5 separate regions of the Mus musculus genome follow, and regions 1, 2, 3 and 4 are each linked to region 5. The links are chromatin contacts, called in public ChIA-PET, HiChIP or PLAC-seq and promoter capture Hi-C maps. All regions are on one chromosome and are shown on one strand. The core of a region is the stretch at or near the end of the contact, and the rest is flanking DNA. Distances in the headings are between cores, read along the strand shown.

The links. ChIA-PET counts read pairs in DNA pulled down with a chosen protein or histone mark. HiChIP or PLAC-seq counts read pairs in DNA pulled down with a chosen protein or histone mark. Capture Hi-C pulls out chosen DNA fragments and counts their contacts.
Region 1: a promoter capture Hi-C map of liver shows a contact between it and region 5. The contact joins the promoter of Gramd1a here to the promoter of Tmem147 in region 5. A contact is called at or near these places in 3 of 39 promoter capture datasets (cranial neural crest, maxillary cranial neural crest and pre-B cells), 2 of 115 datasets of contacts at active chromatin or transcription factors (memory CD8 T cells and pancreatic cancer cells) and 2 of 9 other capture datasets (adipose tissue and liver).
Region 2: a contact with region 5 is called in an H3K4me3 HiChIP or PLAC-seq map of bone marrow-derived macrophages, with 3 times the contacts expected there. The contact joins the enhancer-like site here to the promoter of Tmem147 in region 5. A contact is called at or near these places in 8 of 39 promoter capture datasets (the C10 cell line, the HPC-7 cell line, cranial neural crest and 5 more), 1 of 484 Hi-C or Micro-C datasets (cerebral cortex), 5 of 115 datasets of contacts at active chromatin or transcription factors (bone marrow-derived macrophages, effector CD8 T cells, embryonic stem cells and 2 more) and 3 of 9 other capture datasets (adipose tissue, embryonic stem cells and liver).
Region 3: a contact with region 5 is called in an RNA polymerase II ChIA-PET map of memory CD8 T cells, with 11 read pairs. The contact joins the enhancer-like site here to the promoter of Tmem147 in region 5. A contact is called at or near these places in 6 of 39 promoter capture datasets (the HPC-7 cell line, cranial neural crest, embryonic stem cells and 3 more), 3 of 115 datasets of contacts at active chromatin or transcription factors (embryonic stem cells, large pre-B cells and memory CD8 T cells) and 2 of 9 other capture datasets (adipose tissue and liver).
Region 4: an HNF4G HiChIP or PLAC-seq map of pancreatic cancer cells shows a contact between it and region 5. The contact joins the promoter of Scn1b here to the promoter of Tmem147 in region 5. A contact is called at or near these places in 1 of 115 datasets of contacts at active chromatin or transcription factors (pancreatic cancer cells) and 2 of 9 other capture datasets (adipose tissue and liver).

The regions. Positions count from the first base shown.
Region 1 is chr7:31,149,700-31,152,511 of GRCm38.p6, reverse strand. Gramd1a (GRAM domain containing 1A) reads left to right here and starts at 1,341. Exons shown (of 19, transcript NM_027898.4): 1 at 1,341-1,616. The coding sequence starts at 1,609.
Region 2 is chr7:31,096,322-31,099,055 of GRCm38.p6, reverse strand. Hpn (hepsin) reads left to right here. Exons shown (of 14, transcript NM_001110252.2): 14 at 1-331. The coding sequence ends at 21. Among named protein-coding and RNA genes, the nearest start is that of Hpn, 18 kb to the left of the region's middle. Within about 2 kb of position 1,260, at least 18 of the 459 cell types and tissues checked have an H3K27ac peak or open chromatin away from gene starts, as enhancers often do. A contact at or near this core is called in the HPC-7 cell line, bone marrow-derived macrophages and liver, where this site is marked.
Region 3 is chr7:30,999,542-31,002,241 of GRCm38.p6, reverse strand. The region is part of intron 2 of Gm42377 (a long non-coding RNA gene); the gene reads left to right. Among named protein-coding and RNA genes, the nearest start is that of Fam187b, 19 kb to the right of the region's middle. Within about 2 kb of position 1,396, at least 143 of the 459 cell types and tissues checked have an H3K27ac peak or open chromatin away from gene starts, as enhancers often do. A contact at or near this core is called in the HPC-7 cell line, adipose tissue, memory CD8 T cells and 1 more, where this site is marked.
Region 4 is chr7:31,125,722-31,128,421 of GRCm38.p6, reverse strand. It overlaps Scn1b (sodium channel, voltage-gated, type I, beta), which reads left to right and starts at 1,399. Exons shown (of 6, transcript NM_011322.3): 1 at 1,399-1,756. The coding sequence starts at 1,717.
Region 5 is chr7:30,728,122-30,730,821 of GRCm38.p6, reverse strand. It overlaps Tmem147 (transmembrane protein 147), which reads left to right and starts at 1,288. Exons shown (of 7, transcript NM_027215.2): 1 at 1,288-1,478; 2 at 1,551-1,620; 3 at 2,106-2,165; 4 at 2,254-2,390; 5 at 2,533-2,617. The coding sequence starts at 1,402. Gapdhs (glyceraldehyde-3-phosphate dehydrogenase, spermatogenic) reads left to right here. Exons shown (of 11, transcript NM_008085.2): 10 at 390-487; 11 at 863-1,043. The coding sequence ends at 935.

The DNA.
Region 1 (2,812 bases), core at 92-2,591, 420 kb before region 5:
TGTAATCCCAGCATTTAGGAGGCTGAGGCAAGTTCATAAATTCGAGCCCTGACTCAGCTACATACTGAGGTTTGAGGCCAGCCCAGGCTATATAATGATATCCAACCCACCCAAGCCCTCACCACCGAAGTAAATGTCTTTCTAAGAGTAAACAAGCTACGGACGTATAAAAAGAGCAACACAGAAAGATGGAAGGCAGCCATGCAAGAAGAGCGAGCTTCCTCCTGTGGAAGGGATAGCAGTGCAAAGGTCCTGAGGCCGGAGGCAGGTGGGATGAGCAGGGGGGTAGATTGACACCTGGGATAATCAACCAGGAGGCTAAGGAGGAACCAGTTAGACAGACAGGTGGAAGGGGCCCAATCAGGAGGGCTCTGGACACCAAGATGAGCACTTTTTTTTTTAAAACAAGGAATGAGGTGGAGCCAGGGTAGGGCTTGAAGCCAAGAGGCCTCTGGCCAGACTTGGCGATTCACAGGCTAGAGCTCTGGCTGTAAGTGGTAACAGAGCGGGATAGGAATGGAAACCAAACAAGGTGGGACTGGGCCTACTGTAGCTGGACAAGAGGCTGAAGGCCGAAGAGGGGTGGGGAGAAATCCCTGGGCTGGGTCCCAAAGCCAGAGGCTCGTTCACATTGTGTTCTCCAACAAGGACGACAACCACGCCTGGCTTGCAGAGGTGGGTGCAGGGCTGGCTGGCACAAGAACTCGTCCTACACTGCAATGTATGGTCATTTCCCGTCCTGAGGCTCGGCAGGCTTCCCAGTATCAAAAACGCTGATGAGCCCTGCCCCTGTGCTGTTCTGGGGGAAACCCCTTGCCTGGGAGCAGGGGGCTCCCCAGGCCTGAGGGACTTGCCCAAGCGCACACAGCACTGCTAGGAGCCGGGTGGGCTGGAATCTGACGTGGTCTGCACGATTAGGCTGGGGAAGTCTCCATACACACGCGCGCGCGGAAAAGTGAACGCTTCTAAGGCAGGAACTGAGGTTCTGAGGCTGGGTGGGGAGAACGGGAAGAGGCTTTCCACCCTCCAGCTGTGGTTCCCCGACCCCACCCCCAGACTTCCGCCCCAGGCCAGTTCTTCCCAGCATCAGCCTGTCACCCACCTCCATCCCACTTCTCAGAGACTCTTCTGGGTCCAGGGGAGAAGCCCAGGGTGTTTAAACTTGTTTGCTCATTTGTTTTGAAGACAAATTCTCACTCTGCATTCCAGTGGCCTGGAATTCATTATGTAGCCCAAGCTGGCCTCGAACTCATGCCAATCCTCCTGTCTCAGCCTCTGGGATGTGAGGCGTGCGCTATCACGCCCCGCCCAGGCTGCTCATTTTAAATAAAAATTTTCTTCTGTCTCCCAGCCGGACTCTTTCCCCAGCCATCCTAGGCCTAGGCCCGCGCTCGCGTCCATGTCCCCCTCCCGGCGGGGGCGGCGCCGTGACGCGCGGGGCGGGAGCAGGAAGGGGGTGTCGCTGACGCCGAGGCGGCCTCCGGCGGCTCCGGCCTTTTGTGCGGGTGGCAGGGTCCGGTGGAGGCGGCGGCCGAGGCAGGCGAGGCCCGGGAGGCCCATCTCAGAGCAGCCGGCCGGGTCCTGCCCTGCAGCCGGGGCGCCGCATCCATGTTCGAGTAAGCACCGGGCCTCGGGGTGGGAAGCGGGGACGGTGGTGCGATCGGGCTGCGGCAGAGGGCCGGAGCTGGGTTTCCAAGCTGGTGCATGTAGGAGCGACCCCGCTGGGGACCAGAAGGGGTACACGTGAGGGATTGCAACCTGGCGGCGAGACCCAAGATTGGGGCGTCACTACCGGCCTGGGACGCATATGGGCAGCGGGGAGCTCCTCTAGGCCCTGATCGTCCCCCTACGGGGAGCCCTGACCCAACACCCAGATGAAAGGGCCGCGAGCAGCCCCACCCCCCATCCCCATTACTGGGCAGGCCCCGCAGATCCTCCGGTCGGTGGTCCCCGTTTGTCGTGGGGGCTGGGGAAAAGGAGCTTCTTTGAGCCTGAGATCTCGGCGGGGTGGGGGTCGGGTGTGTTCTGCCCCCCTCCCGCCCCCGCCACTCCTGCCTGGTCACCTGTGCCTGCGGGTTTCCGTTTGTGATTGTGCTCAGCGTGGTGTGTGTGTGTGTGTGTGTGTATGTGTGTGTGTGTGTGTGTGTGTAACAGCTGGGATTCTTTGGGGCAATGTTGTGTGGCTGTCTGTATGTTATCTATCATCTTCTGTGTGATGGCTACCACCCAGGTCGAGTGCATCTGGTGCTCTTGGACCCACTGTGGTTGTGTGTGAGACGTGTCTCATTTTCTTTGTGGCACCGTGTGCAAATCACACATTCTGAGCTTGTGCCTCATTGTGACTTGTACAGCATTCCGCTTCAGTCTCTTGGCTGACTGTACCTATAATTCACCATGAATTACGTCTGTGAGTTACCTCCGTGAGCTCTCATTGTGATTTGAGTATGTGTGCATGTGGTTGGGGCTCAGCTGCTGTGCGCCTGACATCCACATTTGGATGTCTTTTGGTTCCGTGAACAAGTAGAAATTGCATGTGTCTACCGGTGACAGTGTGGTGTCACTGGGCCCTGTGGGTGGCTCACTTACCTCTGATTCCGTCTGTGGGAAAGTCCCAGTGTATCCAAATGTGGCATTGTTGCATGCCTTGGGTGTGTGTGGGAGATTGTCTCTGTCTCTCAGACCCTTTGTGGCTTTGTCTGTTGAAAGAGACAGAGACCCCTTGTGGTTTTCTCAGCTGAGAACCCTCCCTCCTGGGATGTTGGGTGTAAACTTAACTGCTTTGCAAAGCCTGCCCCTCCTCATGCTGACCCTT
Region 2 (2,734 bases), core at 11-2,510, 370 kb before region 5:
GGCATGGTGACTCAGCCCTGATCCCGCCTCATCTCGCTGCTCCGTGCTGCACTAGCATCCAGAGTCAGAGTTGGTCTGGTGGCTCCAGCCCCACGTGGTAGGCTCCACACTGGGCCTCACATGGAATGGTTTCCTGCTCAGATCCAGTCCACGGGTCCAAGGATGCTGGATCCAAGGACTTCTCTTCCACAGTGGCCGGCCCACTCAATCCCAGGGCCATTGGCCTCACCCTCCCACCCCATGTAAATATTACTCTGTCCTCTGGGGGGCGCTCTAGGGAGCCCCTTGTGCAGATGCTCTTTAAATAATAAAGGTGGTTTTGATTAATGGGTCTCTGCGTCTACAAACGGAAGCAGCGGTGTGGACATTTTGAGAGTAGCAGAGAGGACTGAGGGCCTAACACAAATCAAAAAGGGATTGTGACCCTCCCAGTCCCTACCCGTTTGAGAAAACATTTAAGCCGATCCTGGTGGCTGACTCCTGTAGTTCCAACACTTGGGAGGATCTTCACGAGTGAAAAGCTATCCTGAGCTACGTAGTGAGTTCCAGGCAGGCCAGTCTTGGCTGCAGAGTGAGACCCTATCTCAAAAAATAAAAGGAAGGTGGAGGGGGGTGCTAAAATGCCCGAAAGAATCTGACTTTAGGATTGCTCAACCCAACAACTCTCAAATTTCCTTCACTCTGCTAGCTTTCTGCAGACTTTCCCACAACCAGAAGAAACTCGTCCCATTTCTACATAAGTGAGGGTATGTGCAGTGGATCAAGTTCATGATGCCAGTGCGTGCGTGCGTGCGTGTGTGTGTGTGTGTGTGTGTGTGTGTGTGTGTGTGCGCGCGCGCGCGCGTGTGCGTGTGCACTCCTTTTATGAGAACACAAGAGCGGAGGGCGGGGGGGGGGGGAAGCCTGGGGAGACCCAGCTCTGGGTCAGAATTGAGTCGTGTGAACTTGTTGCATTTCCCTGTACCCAAAGTGGTGCCTGGGGCTGGGGGCTGGGGACGCGGGCTGGGCCTTCAGGATCCACATGAGCTGTGTGTGGAAGACTCTTCATAAGAAAATGAGGCGCTGTTTCCAGAGAAAGTGGACGTCAATGTTCGAGGGACAATAAATATGTCTGCTTATGGGCAACAGAAAACAAAACCTTGTGGGGCAGAGAGGGGTGAGTGGCAAGCCTTGTAAGTGCAGCTTGAAGGGCCGTCCCCTCAGAGACCCACCCCTTCCTGCTCTTCCCCTGCCTGCATCTGCAGACCTCTGTAGCAGTGTAGATGGCCACCAGAGGGAGCTGCAGCCCTGGCGCTTGAGAACTTAAGGCTCTTCCCAGACAGGCTGAAAAAGGCCGGCTCAGCGGGACAAAACACTCAACCTATGCCACTTCTCAAAATTTTAAACATTTCTAAATTTATTTTTGCTGGTTTTTTTTTCTTCTTCTTGTTTTGAGGGGGGGGGCTTTTCTTTTTCTTTTTCTTTTTTTTTTCTTTCTTTTTTTTTGGGGGGGGGGGGACAGAGTCTCACTATGTAGCCCTGGCTTTCCTGGAACTCACTGTGAAGATCAAGTTTCCTTTGAACTCACAGACATCCATTTGATTTAGGATTAAGGGCTTTGTCACCCGCATTCAGCCTTTTGGGGGGATTTGGTGGGTAGGAACCCTAACTGGTCTGGAACTCTATGTCACCCAGGCTGGCCTTCAGTGTGTGACAAACCAGCCTCAGGTTTGCCAGTGTGGGTTCCCAGCCTTACCACTGCCAGCTTAAGATCTTAACTGATAAATGTTAGAATACCACACAGCCTGTTAGCCGCAAACAGAAATATCTTCAAAAACACCCTGGAGGGACTCACAGTCCATTTGTCTGGGAAACATTCTAGCCATGAGCACCTGATCCCCCACAGCCTTAGTAAGGTCGATCTTCAACACTGTATTGCCTGCAAAGAGCCCCCCAGTCCTGCATGTCACTCACAGAACACCAATCCGCCACTGCCCCTCAGGGTTTTCCAACATTGTCTCGTCTGTGGCATTTTGGCGGGTCAATCAAATGTTGGCTTGCCAAAAATGCACAAGACTCCCCTAGCATGCTCAAAGTCCTGGGTTTGAATCCGAGCAACACACACACACAACTGTATACAGAGTTGGAGGGAGGCGACCATAAATGTCCCCTTCGTAATTGTCAGCTGAAAAAAGACACCATTCCTGTGCATGGTGCCCTGTGAAGGGTTTGAACAGATTTGTTTTGGAGGAAGGAGAATGCTTGTGCAGAGGGGACAAATGGAGAGGGCATGGCATGGCCCTGAGAGGTGGGAGAGGATTGTGGCCCTCCCTATTCTAAGGGATCTGGTAGAAATTTAGGCATGTATTAATTTATTTTCCATTGCTACAGTGAGACACCCAAGGGTGAATACTTTATTCAGAAATGGGGTATACAAGCTTGGGGGGATTGATCAGTGGTAAGAGTCCTTGGTGTTCTTCCAAAGGACCTGAGTTCAGTTCCCAGTACTCAGACTGAGAACTCCTGTTAACTCCAGCTCTGGGGGATACAGCGCCCTCTTCTGGTTCCAGGAGCACATGCACTCATGTACACACACACACACAAACACACACACACAGAATTAAGAAAACAAATTTTAAGAGGTGTAAGCAGGACAGGATGCAGCACTCAGGGTATTGAAGTAGAAGGATCAGGAGTTTGAGGCAAGCCTGGGATACATAGAACCTATCCCAAAACAGAGAGGGGAGAGAAGACT
Region 3 (2,700 bases), core at 147-2,646, 270 kb before region 5:
TGCAAACCATCACACCTATTCAGCCAGGTAGAGCTCTCCAGAGGCAGGCTGAACAGCCACAATTCACCAGCTATAGGAACCATCTACTAGGTCCATGCCCACGTGTGTCCATCCTCTCCTTCCCCAACATAAGACAGTAGGAGCACGAACCTTCCTTCACATCCGGAAACCCAGAGACAAAGAACGACGATGCTACCAAAAGCCTTGTACCAGGGACCCCTCCATGTATCCCGTCCCTGAGGACCAACCAGCATCAGCCCCTCCATGGTTGAGGACTGCTGACTCATTCGTTTCTCATGCCGTCTCTTGACGTTGAGCCACACGGAACCTGGCACGGGTAAGGGCACCAGAGACACCAAGGATGGACCACACAGTCGCCTGGTTGCTGTGTGTGCCTGGCCTCCATCTGTAGACTGGGGCTGTCAGTGCTGCTTACTACAGAGTCCAGCAAAGCCTCATGGGAACCTCACCTGGATTTTTTTTATCATGGGAGCCCCTTAAATACCAGCTCTTGTGACAAACAACATGTTGGCCTCCATAAGAGAAGTAAATTGAACAGAGTAACCCGCATCTGTAGTTGTAGCTACTAATCTGGAAGCTGAGGCACAGGGGACATGGTCGGGGGAGGGATCACTTAAGCCACAAGGTGGGTGACCACATTGGGCAACATAATTAAACCCTATTTAAACAACCATGGAGCAAGGAACAATCTAGGTGTGGAAATATACATCAATAATTCCAACATTCCGGAGTCTGAAGTGGGACATTCTGAGTTCAAGGCTAACCTGGGCTAACATAGTGGGATCCTGACTCAAGAGGGGGAGGAAGAAGGGAGGAAAAGAGGGAGGGAGGGAAGGAGAGGGAGGCAGGCAAACAGACAGACAGAACTAGAAAGTAGTGAAAGAGGAGGGAAGACCATGAAGAGGTAGAAAGGGCAACACTTTACCAACAAAGAGGAAGATGTTGAGATGGGAGGGAAGCTGGAGATAGGTGAAGGAAAACCAGAAAGCCTGGCAAGGATGGAATATTTCCAGAGAATTCTGGGGAAAAGACTTCAGTTGCCTAAGGAGTTGATGGCCATTTGGTGATTAGAGGCTTTTTGCTCGTCAACTGTCTCTATGATTTCTGTTTTACCCACCTGTGGCCATGTGGCTAAGAGGAAGCAACCGTGCCTCTCTGAGACCCAGTCTCCCCACTGGAAAATGGAGAACACAGTCTCATCCACATCTGCAGGGTGGCTGGGGAAACTGAGCCGTGCAGCCAAACTCCATCTTACCTCTGTGGAGCAGCAGGCAGCTTTCCACATGGAGATGCTGCTGCGTCCGTCCACCAGCTCACGCTTGGCAGACAAATCAAAAGGCTATAAATAGACACGTCTCAGTTCTCATAAATGGGTTAAATATGACTTGGCTTCCTGCCCAGGCTTCCTGTCAAGGCAGTGGGCAGGGACTGTTCCCTGCAGGGGTCTGCTAGGCGCCAAGGTCACTTGCAGTGGAGGAGGCAGGGACTGGAACAATATCCAGGTGATGTCCCTCCTAGACACAAGCTGCTACTAGCCCTCTGAGCCCTGACCACAGCCCTGCCCAGTGACTCAGGCTGGGCCACTGGCCCGATTGCCTGGACTCACCTCTCTGGCTCAGCCTGCATTAGGTCAGCCTGTCTGCAAATGAGTCCTGGGACTCTGAGCAGGCACTGGGGGGAGGGGAAAGAAGCAGGAGGCAGCACAGTGGTCTTAGAGAGCCTGGACTGTCCTGGGACCCCCTGCCCATCTGACTGCAGGAGTATCTCAAAAGTGGAGCTCGCCCCTAACGCCCTGACATGCAGAAGTACGTTCTGGACATGGCACTGGCAGGTCCCCAGTGCCTGGGTTCAAGTCTCAGCTGCCTCAGTTTCCCCATCTGTGGAAAACAGAAAATAACAGTACCTCCCTAAGAAGGCAAGGGCATTCCTGGCTCTCGGCATCGAGTTGGGGCAGAGTATCTGCTCTGGATGGGAGAGGGGTATGCCACTACTATTTGTTTTGTTTAAATTTTGAGACACTGTCTTACAGTGGAGCCCCTTGCTGGCCTGGGGATCACTATGTAGCTCAGGCTGGTCTCAAACTCATGAGGTCCACCTGAGCGATTAGAATAAAGACATGCACCGCCATGCCCTGTGCTGTTGTTGTTCGTTTATTATTTTTTTTTTGTGTGTAGGTGTGTTTGTACATCTGCTTGTCTGTATATGCACCACATGCAAACAGTGTCAGAGCACCCCAGAAGAGGATCTTTTGATCCCCTGGAACTAGGGTTATAGACGATTTGAGCTGCCCCGTGGGTGCTGGGAATCAAACCCAGGTCTTTGGCAAGAGCATCAAATGCTCTTAACTGCTGAGCCAACTCTCCAGTCATTAATTTGAGACAGGGTCTCACTGTAACCTAGGTTGGCCTTGGCCTTGAAATCCTGACCCTTCTACATGCTGGGAATATAAGAATATGCCACTCTGCTTGGGTTAATATGACTGGTTTGTTTGTTTGTTTGTTTGTTTTGGCTATAACTACATGTAACTCAAAAGCAAGGACCATAACATGGATAAAGTGAAGGCCATGTCTGTAATCTCGGTGGTTGGTAAACATAGACAGGAGGGTCAGGGGTTTAAACTGTCATCCTAGTCTACATAGCAAAGTCAATGCGGGGCTATCTCTGACATTCTCTGAAGCA
Region 4 (2,700 bases), core at 150-2,649, 400 kb before region 5:
AGGAATTTCGCGGCTTGGCTTAGGAGGTGCTGGCGCAAAAGCCCAGACCACAAAGGTGTCTGGTGTCCCTGGCTCCTGGCCGCTAGGTCCTGGACCTGCCCCACACTGGGGCTTCACTGGGGCTTTATTTCATGCTGAACTGGAAGCTAGGACAGGGCCAGCCAACCCCTGCCAAGAGTCTCTCTCCCACCTTGGTCCTGGTGGCCCTTTAACGATCCTAGCAGAAGTTAAGGTGCTAGGGACCTGTTTGGGACACAGGTCAGTGCCCTCACCCAGGGGGTGAGGTACACACAACAAACAGACAAATCATATAAAAGAATACGAACGTGGTGTGGTGGTACATACTGAAGCAGGAGACCACCAGTTAGAAGTCAGCATGGTCTACATAGTGAGATCCTGTCTCCAAAGTTAAACATATAGGACTCACTCCCCCCCCCCCAAGTTGCCCTCTGACCTTCATATGTATGCCTCGGAATTGGTGTATGGTCTCACACATACAGAGTAAGTAAAATATAATAAAAACCAAAACAAACCCCCATAATGTTAGGTACTGACAGCTGTTCTGACAAAGTAAATAAGAGCCAAGATGATGTAGTCAGTGTGGAGAAAGGCAGATTACTCAAAATGGGCACAGAAAATACTGTGAAGGTGACATTGGAGCCCTGGGCTTCAGCACAATCAGCCCTTCCATCACCTGGGGATAGTAGGCGGGGTCGGGGTGGGGGGTGTCCAGGCAGAATGGAAGTAGGGCAAAAGCCCTGAAGCAGTGATGAGCTGGTGTGCTGGGGGTGGAGGAACGGTGGACGATGGAGTGGGAGGAGAGCTGAGAAGATGACGTCAGAGTAGCAGCGGGGGATCGCGGGAATGGCCCCTTTGAAATCCCGCACCTCCGACCCCCAGAGCTGTGGGATGCCAAGGTACCCTTTTGGCTTGGATAAGGTCTACAGGTTTCTATGTATACCTAGCTTGACCCTTTCACTCCGCCATGCCCTCTTAGGTCCTGAGATCTCCAGTCCGAGGGATCTCAGGTGTCATAAGTAGGTCTCTGGGATGTCTCAGCCTTATCTCCCCAAGAACTGGATAAGGTTAACCTCTATAATTAGGAAGACGGAAATTGGTCCCTCAAACTGTCCTCCAAGTCCTCTTGGGTGTCTAGAGATGACCTTTCTCAGAAGAGGAAGAGGAAAGGGTTCCGACACCCCCAGAGAGTCTGGTGAAGCCGGAATGACCTAGACCATGCAACGGGTGTGCAGAAGCCACGAAGCCACCGGAGAGGCCGGTGCCCGGGCGCCTCCCGGGCCGCTGCGGCAAAGGCTGGGCGGCCGCGCCCTCCCCCCGCGGTGATTCATCCCGCCCCCTCCCGCTCCCTCCTCCCTCCTCCGTCTCCCTCCTCCCTCCCGGGCCGCCGCTGCAGTGCGCAGGAGCCCGCGGTCCGCACCCCAGCGCCGGGAGCCCGAGCGCGAGCAACGTCCGGAGCCAGGCAGGGGTCGCCGCAGCCTGGATGCGCCCTGTGGCGCGCGCGCACGCAGCATCCCGAGCCTCCCGCCGCGCGGCGGGGATGCCTGCTCTCCGAGCCCCGGGGCTGGGCCCCCGGCGGTAACCGGAGCGGGGGGGCGCGCCCCCCCAGCAGCAGCTGCCGCGCCCGCGCCCGGGCCAGTCGCCGCCGGGGCCCATCGCCTGTCGCCGCGCTCTGCGCACCCACCGCCTTGCGCGGCCATGGGGACGCTGCTGGCTCTCGTGGTGGGCGCGGCGCTGGGTGAGTGTTGCTGGGGGACACGCGCCGTCGGCGCTCGGGACGCCCCCCGCCCAAGTGGCCGGAGCCGCGCCAAGTCCCGGCCTGGGAAGTTGTGCGGGGTGCGAGGTCGTTGGGGTCGCGGGACCCTGGACGGCACAGAAGGATCGTGGAGATGCAAGGGTTTCTCGGGGGGGTGTGGAGGGACACTTGGTACAGAGGTGCCGCCGCGGGCGCCGGGCCGGGGGCGAGGAGACGCGGAGTCAGCTGCTTGCAGAGCCCCGCAGGCTGCAATGTGACACCCACAGCCGCGTGAGGGGTGGGGGAAGGCAGCGCCTGGGACTGGGGCCCGAAACGAACCGGGAGGCATGGATACCGAGTGAGGACTCCGGGCATGCCCTGGACGTGGAGGTAAACTGAGAGACAGACTGGGGCAGACAGGGACATTGGAGGGAGAGAGTTAGGAACCGGAGCCAGGAACAGAGAAACTTGAGAGCAGCAGAAAGATCTGGAGAGACCAGGAAGGGATGGAGATAGAGAGGCAGTCCCAGGAACAGAATGCCTGCCAGATGGAGTTTAAAACAACAACAGTAATAGTAATGGCGAGACATACAGTGGTGGGAAAACGACGGAATACAGCCCTGCTGGGATCTTCAGAGACCTTTAGGAGGAATAAACATGGGGGAGACTGGAGCAAACGGGAAGGTGAACCAGAAGCCTTGAAGACTAAGAGATCAGGAGGTTGGGGGTTGGGGAGACAAGGAAAAGACCCAGAGCTAAAGTTGGTGACATGACTTATACAGTTAGTGTGTGGTGGGACACAAGAGGTGGCAGGTAAGTGGGTGAAAGAGGGACCAGAGGCCTCTAACCCAGTGGTGAAGCAAAGAACTTTTAACTTGGGGTGAAGGTCTTGAAGCGAGGAAGTGAGTCTGCGGAAGAGGGGACAGGGCAAGATGGTGAAGATCGGG
Region 5 (2,700 bases), core at 39-2,538:
TGTCTTCCTCCATTGCACTCCACTTGTTACCGAGGCAAGATGTAAGGTAGCTTGACAACTAACTAATCTAGCTAGTCATCTTGTTCCAAGGAGCCTCAGTCTGGAGCTGGACTGCTGGGCCTATAAGTGTCCATCAACCGCCCAGCCTCTATATGGATTCTGCGGATCCAAACACAGAAAGCTCACGCTTATGTGACAAGCACTTTTATCCACTGAGCTCCCCTGCTGTGTCCCTGAGACAAAGGTTCCACCTGCCTTGATCACATTCTGTCACCAACACAAAAGGTCTCTGTCCAGTATACCAGATGAGTGACTGACAATGTGGTTTGAGAGTCTGGGTTCCTGGAGATCTTTGCTCGACTACATTTATCTTTGAAATTGTCACGCAGGTGGTCTCCACGGACTTTAACGGCAATCCCCATTCTTCCATCTTTGATGCTAAGGCTGGAATTGCCCTCAATGACAACTTCGTGAAGCTTGTTGCCTGGTAAAGGGGAAAGATGCCAGAGGATAGTGGGGGAGGCTGACAAGAGGGCGAGCGCGCGAGTGCGTACACGTACACACACACACACACACACACACACACACACACACACACACACACACGCCTGGTAAAGGGGAAAGATGCCAGAGGATAGTGGGGGAGGCTGACAAGAGGGCGAGCGCGCGAGTGCGTACACGTACACACACACACACACACACACACACACACACACACACACACACACACACACACACGCCTGGTAAAGGGGATAGATGCCAGAGGATAGTGGGGGAGGCTGACAAGAGGGCGAGCGCGCGAGTGCGTACACGTATACACACACACACACACACACTGACGCCTCCTTCCTCGCCTCCTCAGGTACGACAACGAATATGGCTACAGTAACCGAGTGGTCGACCTCCTCCGCTACATGTTTAGCCGAGAGAAGTAACACAAAAGGCCCCTCCTTGCTCCCCTGCGCACCTCGCGTTCCTGACTTCGGCTTCCACTCAAAGGCGCCGCCACCGGGTCAACAATGAAATAAAAACGAGAATGCGCACAGCTTTGCCCTCTTGTCTCTGCGCCGATCACCTTGCGTTCAGGGCGGGGTTCAAAGTTCTCGGATGAGCGAGAAGAGGTGGCGCTTGGCTCCGAGCCGAGTGGGAGAGGGAAAGCGCTGTCTGAACACAAGGTCTTCAACGGTGTAAGCAAGGCTCTGGAAGTCCCTGCAACACAGCCGGAGCTGGGCGCTCTGACGTCACTGCACGCGACGTACCAGGCCGGACTACAGTTCCCATAAGGCCGCGCGCGGGCCACGGCAAAGCAGGTGGGCGCCAGGCCCCGGTGCCGGCGAGGCCGACTAGAGGAGACGCTGCGCCTGGCGAGTCCCGCATTTGCGGGACCGGGCGGCTGGCGTCATGACCCTGTTCCACTTCGGGAACTGCTTCGCCCTCGCCTACTTTCCCTATTTCATCACGTACAAATGCAGCGGCCTGTGAGTGCAGGGCGGGCGCGGGGTGGAGAGGGTGCGGGACCCGGGCCGACCCCTCACCGCCGGCTTCTTCAGGTCTGAATACAACGCCTTCTGGAAATGCGTCCAGGCCGGGGTCACCTACCTCTTTGTGCAGCTATGCAAGGTGAGGGACTCCCGGACTCCACGTGTCTGGCCTCCAGGCATTCCAGATCTCAGGGGCCTGACTCTGCAGCTGTCACCTTCCATAGGACCACCCTCGAGACAACGCTTAGGGACTATGCCCGAATACCTTAGAAGGGATGCAAGGCCAGAAAGGCCCTGATGCAACTTTTTCTTACAACTGTTGTAAAATGAGAAAACCTCTTAGTGCGATATTTCACCCACAGGGTGTCGCAGGGTGCTGCCTAGGCATTTTTAGACATCAGATTCCCCCGTGAACTTCTAGACTTTTAGAAACCAGGCCACTTGCCCTCTATCTCCCAAGATCACGTGATCTTGCCACTTACACCTAGAATGACCCCTAGAACCCAGCGTCATATCCTCTACTTGCACACTTACTTTCCACAGTATCCACATAGTTTTTTGTTTGTTTGTTTCGGTTTTTAATCTCCCTCACCTTCCAGTGACCTTTCTACTTTCTGATCTCAGATGTTGTTCTTGGCCACTTTCTTCCCCACCTGGGAAGGTGGCATCTATGACTTCATTGGGGTAAGTTGAACAAGGGAAGGGCAAGGAAGAGTGCAGGAGTCGGTTCACCTGGTCCCCGTGTTTACTCGAGCCTCTACCTGACCCACAGGAATTCATGAAGGCCAGTGTGGATGTGGCAGACCTGATAGGCCTAAACCTTGTCATGTCTCGGAATGCAGGCAAGGGGGAGTACAAGATTATGGTTGCTGCCCTGGGCTGGGCCACTGCTGAACTCATTATGTCCCGGTGTGTGGAGCAAACTGGAGCCCAGACTTCCGGGAATGGACAGCTGGGTCCCACAGGGGTGCTGAGGGGAGGTGATCAGAGGCTGGGTGCTGGGGGTGGGGGAGTCTGGGTACTAGAGACTGCCTCCTTTTGCCTTCCTCAGATGCATCCCCCTCTGGGTGGGAGCCCGAGGCATTGAATTTGACTGGAAATATATCCAGATGAGCATTGACTCCAACATCAGTCTGGTATGCAGTCTAGCCCTAGCCTACCTTTATGTTGTTAGCCATACTTCTCCCAAAAACTTGGCTCCAACTTCCCAGTCCCTTCC